Linked DNA regions of Zea mays: region 1 is linked to region 2. Evidence: chromatin contacts called from public Hi-C data. All regions are on one chromosome and are shown on one strand. The core of a region is the stretch at or near the end of the contact, and the rest is flanking DNA. Distances in the headings are between cores, read along the strand shown.

Region 1 (3,178 bases), core at 546-3,045, 590 kb before region 2:
GCAGATAGTGACTTGGAACAAGATATATTGATACCGGAATACAATGGAAGCCTCTTCTTTGTCCAAGTTCACCTGTCCCCTTTCAATCTATCTTTGAGACTATATAAAAATCACTCAAGCAAACATATTAGTCTCAAAAGGTCAAGTTGTAGTACATCCTTCCCCTAAACATGTGCATTAATTGCGTAAGGACTTGTGAGGTCTGGGGATGACATGTACAACTTGAGCACCAAAGTAAGTAAAGACAGAACATAATTGCTTAAAAGAATATCATCAAAGGCATAAAAATATATGTATGCTATAGATCAATCTAAGTTCCACGAATCTAAGACATTTAGCTCACTACGCAGCCTGCAAAACCTCTTATCATCTAAAGGCTTGGTGAAGATATCGGCTAGCTAGTTCTCAGTGCTAATATGGCAAACATCGATATCTCCCCTTTGGTGGTGGTCTCTCAAAAATTGATGTCGGATGTCTATGTGCTTAGTACGGCTGTGTTCAATAGGATTACCCGCCAAGCGGATTGCACTCTCATTATCATATAGGAGTAGGACTTTGCTCAGATTGTATCCAAAGCCCTGGATGGTTTGCCTCATCCAAAGTAGTTGCGCGCAACACTGACCTGCGGCAACATACTCGGCCTCAGCGGTGGATATGGCAACAGATGTTTGTTTCTTAGAGCTCCAAGACACCAGAGACCTTCCCAGAAACTGACAAAACCCTAATTTGCTCTTCTTATCAACCTTGCACCCGGCATAGTCGGAATTTGAATATCCGATTAAGTCAAAGGTAGACCCCTTTGGATATTAGATCCTGAAGCAAGGCGTAAAAACTAAATATCTAAGAATTCACTTCACGTCCACAAGATGACATTCCTTAGGGTTGGATTGAAATCTAGCACACATGCATACACTAAGCATTATATTCGGTCTACTTGCAGAGATAAAGTAAAGAACCTATCATAGACTGGTATGCCTTTTGATCAACGGACTTGCCTCCTTTGTCGAGATCCAAGTGTTCGTCGGTTCCCATTGACGTTTTGGTGGGGCTTTGCGTCCTTCACCCCAAACCTTTTGAGCAGGTCTTGAGTGTACTTCGTTTGGGAGATGAAGGTTCCTTCCTTGAGTTGCTTCACTTGAAATCCAAGGAAGTAGTTCAACTCACTGTAATACCCAATTTGTAAGAAAATATTAAAGGAGAAATTATTTCCTCTATATATATGTGTTATCACTATTTACCATCACATGTGAACATCTCATTTAAAAACAAATGGTAATAAGGGACATGCCACTAAATTGTGCATCATGCTGAGGTTTCATTTTTTGTGCATTTTGTGACAATATAAAAATAATGTAAAAAGAAATATGTTAATACCCAAATTGGAATTTAAGTTTTAAAGGAAATTCTAAGATTTGAGAGAAGATAAGAAAACCACTACACAAAATAGAGAAATAAATTTATAAAAACATGAAGTCCTTCTCATATTAGTATATACAATTTGTACATTTAATGAGTATATGTTCACAGTTAAAACTGAATTCCATTTGAGTTCTAAAAACAAAAAGGAAAAGAAATCAGAAGAGAAAAAGAATAAAGAAAATAAAAGGAATGGAGCGTGGGCTTAAATCGCGGAGCTGGCCCACCTACGGATCCCTCCGCGCGGCCCATTCCTTCTCCGCGCGCGGCCTGCAACCATTCCCGGTCCAACTAGAAGTCTGGTCGGCCCAGAGTCAATCAACCACGCCGACTAGTGGGACCTGCACGTCGGTCTCTCACGACGCCGTGTCCTTCCGCTCGCAATCGTCCCATGGATGAAGTATGGGCCCAGACGCTTAGCCCTGGTGCCGTCACTTACCCCGGGCCCCACGGGCCAGCCGTCCTTACATTCATAACAAACCGGGCGCAAGCCATGGTGGGGAGCGAGCAACGTCTGCCGAGCTCGGGCTGAGCCCAACAACCCCAAACCCTGGACCTTCCCCTGTCGGTCACATAAAACCCATCCTCGGGCTCGTCTGCGCAATTCGACGTGTGCATCCCGTGAGCCGCCATCACAGTGAAAAGGAGAGAGAGACCAGGGCCGCCACGTGGTAGACTGGGAGTCAGCGTTGCTGGTGATCTGAATCCGGGTCGGGGTGCATCACGGGAGCGGGGTGGTGCCACTCGCGGGCGCGACAGGAAGAACCGGGCGTCGCGGTGGCGAGAATTGCTCACCGGAGCCTTTTCCACCGCTGGAACCGCATTCCGCCGCGACAGGGCTACCCACACTTCAATACTCGGTGAGATAGCCTCCCCTAGCCCCGCGATCTTCTCTACTACGATTAGAGCCCATCGGGACGGAGTTCCGGGCGGATTTCGATCTTTGGGTTCTAGCCGGTGACGTCCTCCGCCGGGTATGGGAGCGTCGCCGCCGCTGTGGACGTCGCGTCGGGGAAGATAGATGCTGGCCATTGATTCGGGCGTGGGTGGCTATGATTAAATCCAACATAACGCTTCGGCACGAGTGGTTCGGGAGTGTCGGATCACAATCGTGCGGGCAGGGCGCAGTCATGCGTGTTTTTCACCTGAACCATCGATCTCCGAACCTGCGGTGATCGCATACCCGTTCGGGGAAACGCGGATGTAATGTGGACCATCTGATTTAGATCGGACCGCTAGGATCACCAGATAACGCTTCCCCGAGGTAAAATTGTAAATGGGCCCCTGTCCTTTATATATATCAACCTGCCGTCCACCACGTGTTAGATCTGAGTCTGTGGGGTTTTTTGCGAGTTAGCCCCTGACCTTTCCAGTATTGACGCGCAGTCCAGATAACAATGAAAAATAGATAATTAATTATAGAAATTGATTTTTAATACAAAAATAATTCTAGAAACTTGTATAATTCATATTTAATTCATTTTTGCTCCAAATTGATCCATTCCAGTTGCAATAATTTTGTTTTAATATTGTTCATCATCTAGTACCACTGTTTAGCCATATAACTTGGAATAAAATTGTACAGTTGAATTAATATATTCTAAGTGCTAAATAACTTTAGAAATTCATAACTAAATAACCGTAATTCTAAATTTAGTAATTCTTGTTCCTACGATCTCGTTGCGCAGCGTAGAATATTACCATACATTCTGATCTATTGTTTGGTGTGATGTTAATTTTTGCTATACCATGTTTGTTCGTA
Region 2 (3,296 bases), core at 567-3,066:
TAATATGTATTATGGTTATATGATTTTTATTTAAAAAAAAGATAAATAGATATTAAATAACTGAGTTATATTACCCGGTTCACAAATATATGGCACCATTGACTTTTTCAAAAACATTGACTACTCGTCTTATCAAAATATTTATTCATAAATATAAAATTTTAAATCAAGCACAAACTACCTTAAGTGATAAAACAAATCACAAAAAAAATAACCACTCATTATTTTTTTTGAATAAGACGAGTAGTCAAAGTTTTTAAAAAAGTAAACGATATCATATATTTATAAACGGATGGAATATTATATAGGAGAAGTTGTATATGAGACACAGTGTATATATATAGGGGAAGTAGCGTAAAAAAATAGAAAATAGGGAATTGAATGGGAGGAACAGTTGAAGTCAAGTGCAGCAGGAGGTTGAGTGGCGGAATTGATTTTTAGCAACCAAATATTATAAATTATTAAAAAGGTAAAAAAAAAAAGTTAGCTCCGTACTCAATTTTCCCAATTGGTACAATCAGTAACTTGGCAAGTGTTTTTTTTTTAAAAAAAAACTCTTGCGTTTACTATAAACTTAAAGTATCTTCCAGCTGCGAGTTGGGTCCTAAATCAATATGCTCCATTTATTTGAAAAAATAGAGAAAGCGTGGTTTGATTTAACTGGCCTCTGAACTCATTTTTTACTAGCAAATTCCGTGAAGCACTATTACGATTATATACGAGTAACATCACAACAATAAGAAAATACTTTCGGTGATGTAAGCATGTAGCGTATGTATAACAAGATTGTTGTCATGTGGAAAAGTTTGTTATTACAAGATTTGGCGTACAAGCCTGGTATATATAAAAAACAAAATGGAGGTACTATTGTCCTCACGTGGAAAAATAATAATGGAGGTACTAGTGTTCAAAGGAATGGCCCGAACTGGGTGATAACACAATTATATTTACCAAGCATTACTAGTAGTAGCCTCGTTCTAAACTAATACTCCATTCGTTTTTTTATTTATCGCAGTTTAGTTCAAAAATAAACAACCGACGACAAAAAATATTAATAGTATATTATAGAAAGAGTTGTTGTATGTAATATTAATTCGTATCATATATCTTCTGGTTTGTATATAAATTTAATTAAGTTTAAAATAGTTTGACCAAGGATATCTATAAAATTTGATTTATTTTGGAGGGACGGAGTAGGAGACAAAAAGCAAATGATTGAACACTCGAAAAAAAAAAGAAAAACAGACAGAACCGTGGCAGTTTAGACCGCTGAAAGGCCTGCGGCGGGGGACAGGAGGCGGGCACGGACCTGCACGGGGAGCGCGTCCATGTCGGCCCGGAGCGCGACGACGGGGCCGGCGGCGGCGCCCGCGATGGTGGCCACGACGCCGGTCTGGGCGACGGGCCACCGGTACGGGACGCCGATCGCGTCGAGCTCGGCCCGCACGAGCTCGCTGGTGCGGAACTCCTGGAAGGCCAGCTCGGGGCGCTGGTGGATGCGCCGCCGCACGCCGCGCAGCCACGCGGCGAACCCCGGCGCGCGCGCCTCGCTGAGGAGGTCCGCTGCCGCCGACGCCGCCTCCTCTGCCGAGGCGAGGGAGAGGTGCGAACAGAGCAGTAGCAGCGGGAGGAGGAAGCGGGAGGAGGAGGAGGAGGAGGAGGAGGAGGAGGAGGAAGAGGAGGAGGAGGCCATGGTGGAAGTGGAAGTACGAGGATCGCCCGGCCGGTGGCAACGGGCGATCGGCAAAGGTGGAAGGAGATCACTTGGAGGAGAGACGCGGGAGTCGGAGGCAGGCAGACGGCTTCTTCAGTCAAGAGGTGGAGTGAGGTGAGTGAATCGAACGGCCCAGCGATTTTCGTGGCTTTCGAGAGGGGCCGAGTCATCGAGCAGAGCTACCTGCCATTTCGGGTTCGGGATTAGCCTTGGCGTTAGCGTTAGCGCGGCCGCCGGCCAACTAGCCTGTGTCGTTATCTAAGCGCTTCTTGACGACATTACTTTGGACGTACGTGACGGAATCATGAAAAGACAAGTCATATATAGCTGTTCTTGGCATCCTTCCAACAACCCTTTTTTTCGTATTTCTCATCTAGACGTAACTTCTTGTTTCAAATCCATACGTATCCTTGTGAATTGTGATTTCTACTACATTTGTTTACGGTCATCTAACAAAGTGGCGCTTAACAACCTAGGCTAGATACCTGTGCCCAATTACATGGCGTTAGAGAGGGACATCACCTCAACTTGAGTACGGATTTAATGAACAGAGATCACGAGGGTATCTACAGGTAAACAAGTGATGCATGCCACTACTCTATGGCAGTAGATTTCTAGTTTGGATGTCTGATTTCAATTTCATTCCTAACATATATACGTGTCGGCATGGTTAGGAGAAAAAAAATCTGGATTTGTCCACGATCAAACCCATATTATCATAATTTACTTATCACATTCTCTATATGTACCCGTGCCTAATGCATAATAATCAATGTTATCAATATTTATTGATTTGCGTTGAACTATTACCACTATACGGGAGATTCGAACACACACTACATTACCATATTTCCAACCGATACTTAGCATCTGGGACTATGGGGTGTTTGTTTGAGATTACAATCTACTCAGCTTATATAATCTAACTTATTTTAAGTTAAATGTTAGTTTAAAATAAGTTAGATTATATAATCTGGCTAGATTATAACACAAACAAATATATCCTGAACGCCTCATATTTAATCTCGGTTGTATGAATCGATACTAAAGATGAGACTTTAGTACTGGTTCTCGGCATAAACAGGTATTAAAACTTACATCTTTAATACCGGTTTGTTGCATGAAACGGTACTAAATGTTTCTTTTTAGTACTGGTTCTTTGCTAGAACCACTACTAAAATATCGAACCCAGATTTTATTATATGTTTACTTACATTAAAATGGATATGTACAATAATATATATATATATATATTCAATAATTATAATTATATATATATATTCATATATACAAAACGGATAAATTAATAATAATATATACAAATGTCTATGAAGTTTGGGCGTTCCAGGCAGGGGTCTTGCGCGTTGTCGACGTCTCCTTCTCCAAGCTCTAGATGGTTCTCCTCTGCACGCTTTCGGATGGTCCGCAATAGCGCAGAGGATCTTCCTCTTTGTGAAGAATCCTGGAACTCGCCTCGAGAGAGATCCCATCGAAGAGGATAGTTCCAAGGCGTTGCTTCGGGTTGGCAGGCCGACCGGTGTTCCTCTAATCGACGTAGAGTCGAAGAGAGATTGTTGGGGAA

The links. A called contact is a pair of places that touch in the nucleus more often than the background predicts.
Region 1: a contact with region 2 is called in a Hi-C map of leaf, with 6 times the contacts expected there. The contact joins the enhancer-like site here to the promoter of LOC100383476 in region 2. A contact is called at or near these places in 3 of 25 Hi-C or Micro-C datasets (endosperm, leaf and tassel).

The regions. Positions count from the first base shown.
Region 1 is chr7:27,340,093-27,343,270 of Zm-B73-REFERENCE-NAM-5.0, reverse strand. No RefSeq gene overlaps it. Among protein-coding and RNA genes, the nearest start is that of LOC541806, 38 kb to the left of the region's middle. Within about 2 kb of position 1,795, at least 18 of the 20 cell types and tissues checked have an H3K27ac peak or open chromatin away from gene starts, as enhancers often do. A contact at or near this core is called in leaf and tassel, where this site is marked.
Region 2 is chr7:26,745,473-26,748,768 of Zm-B73-REFERENCE-NAM-5.0, reverse strand. LOC100383476 reads right to left here and starts at 1,816. Exons shown (of 5, transcript NM_001176124.1): 1 at 1,310-1,816. The coding sequence starts at 1,693.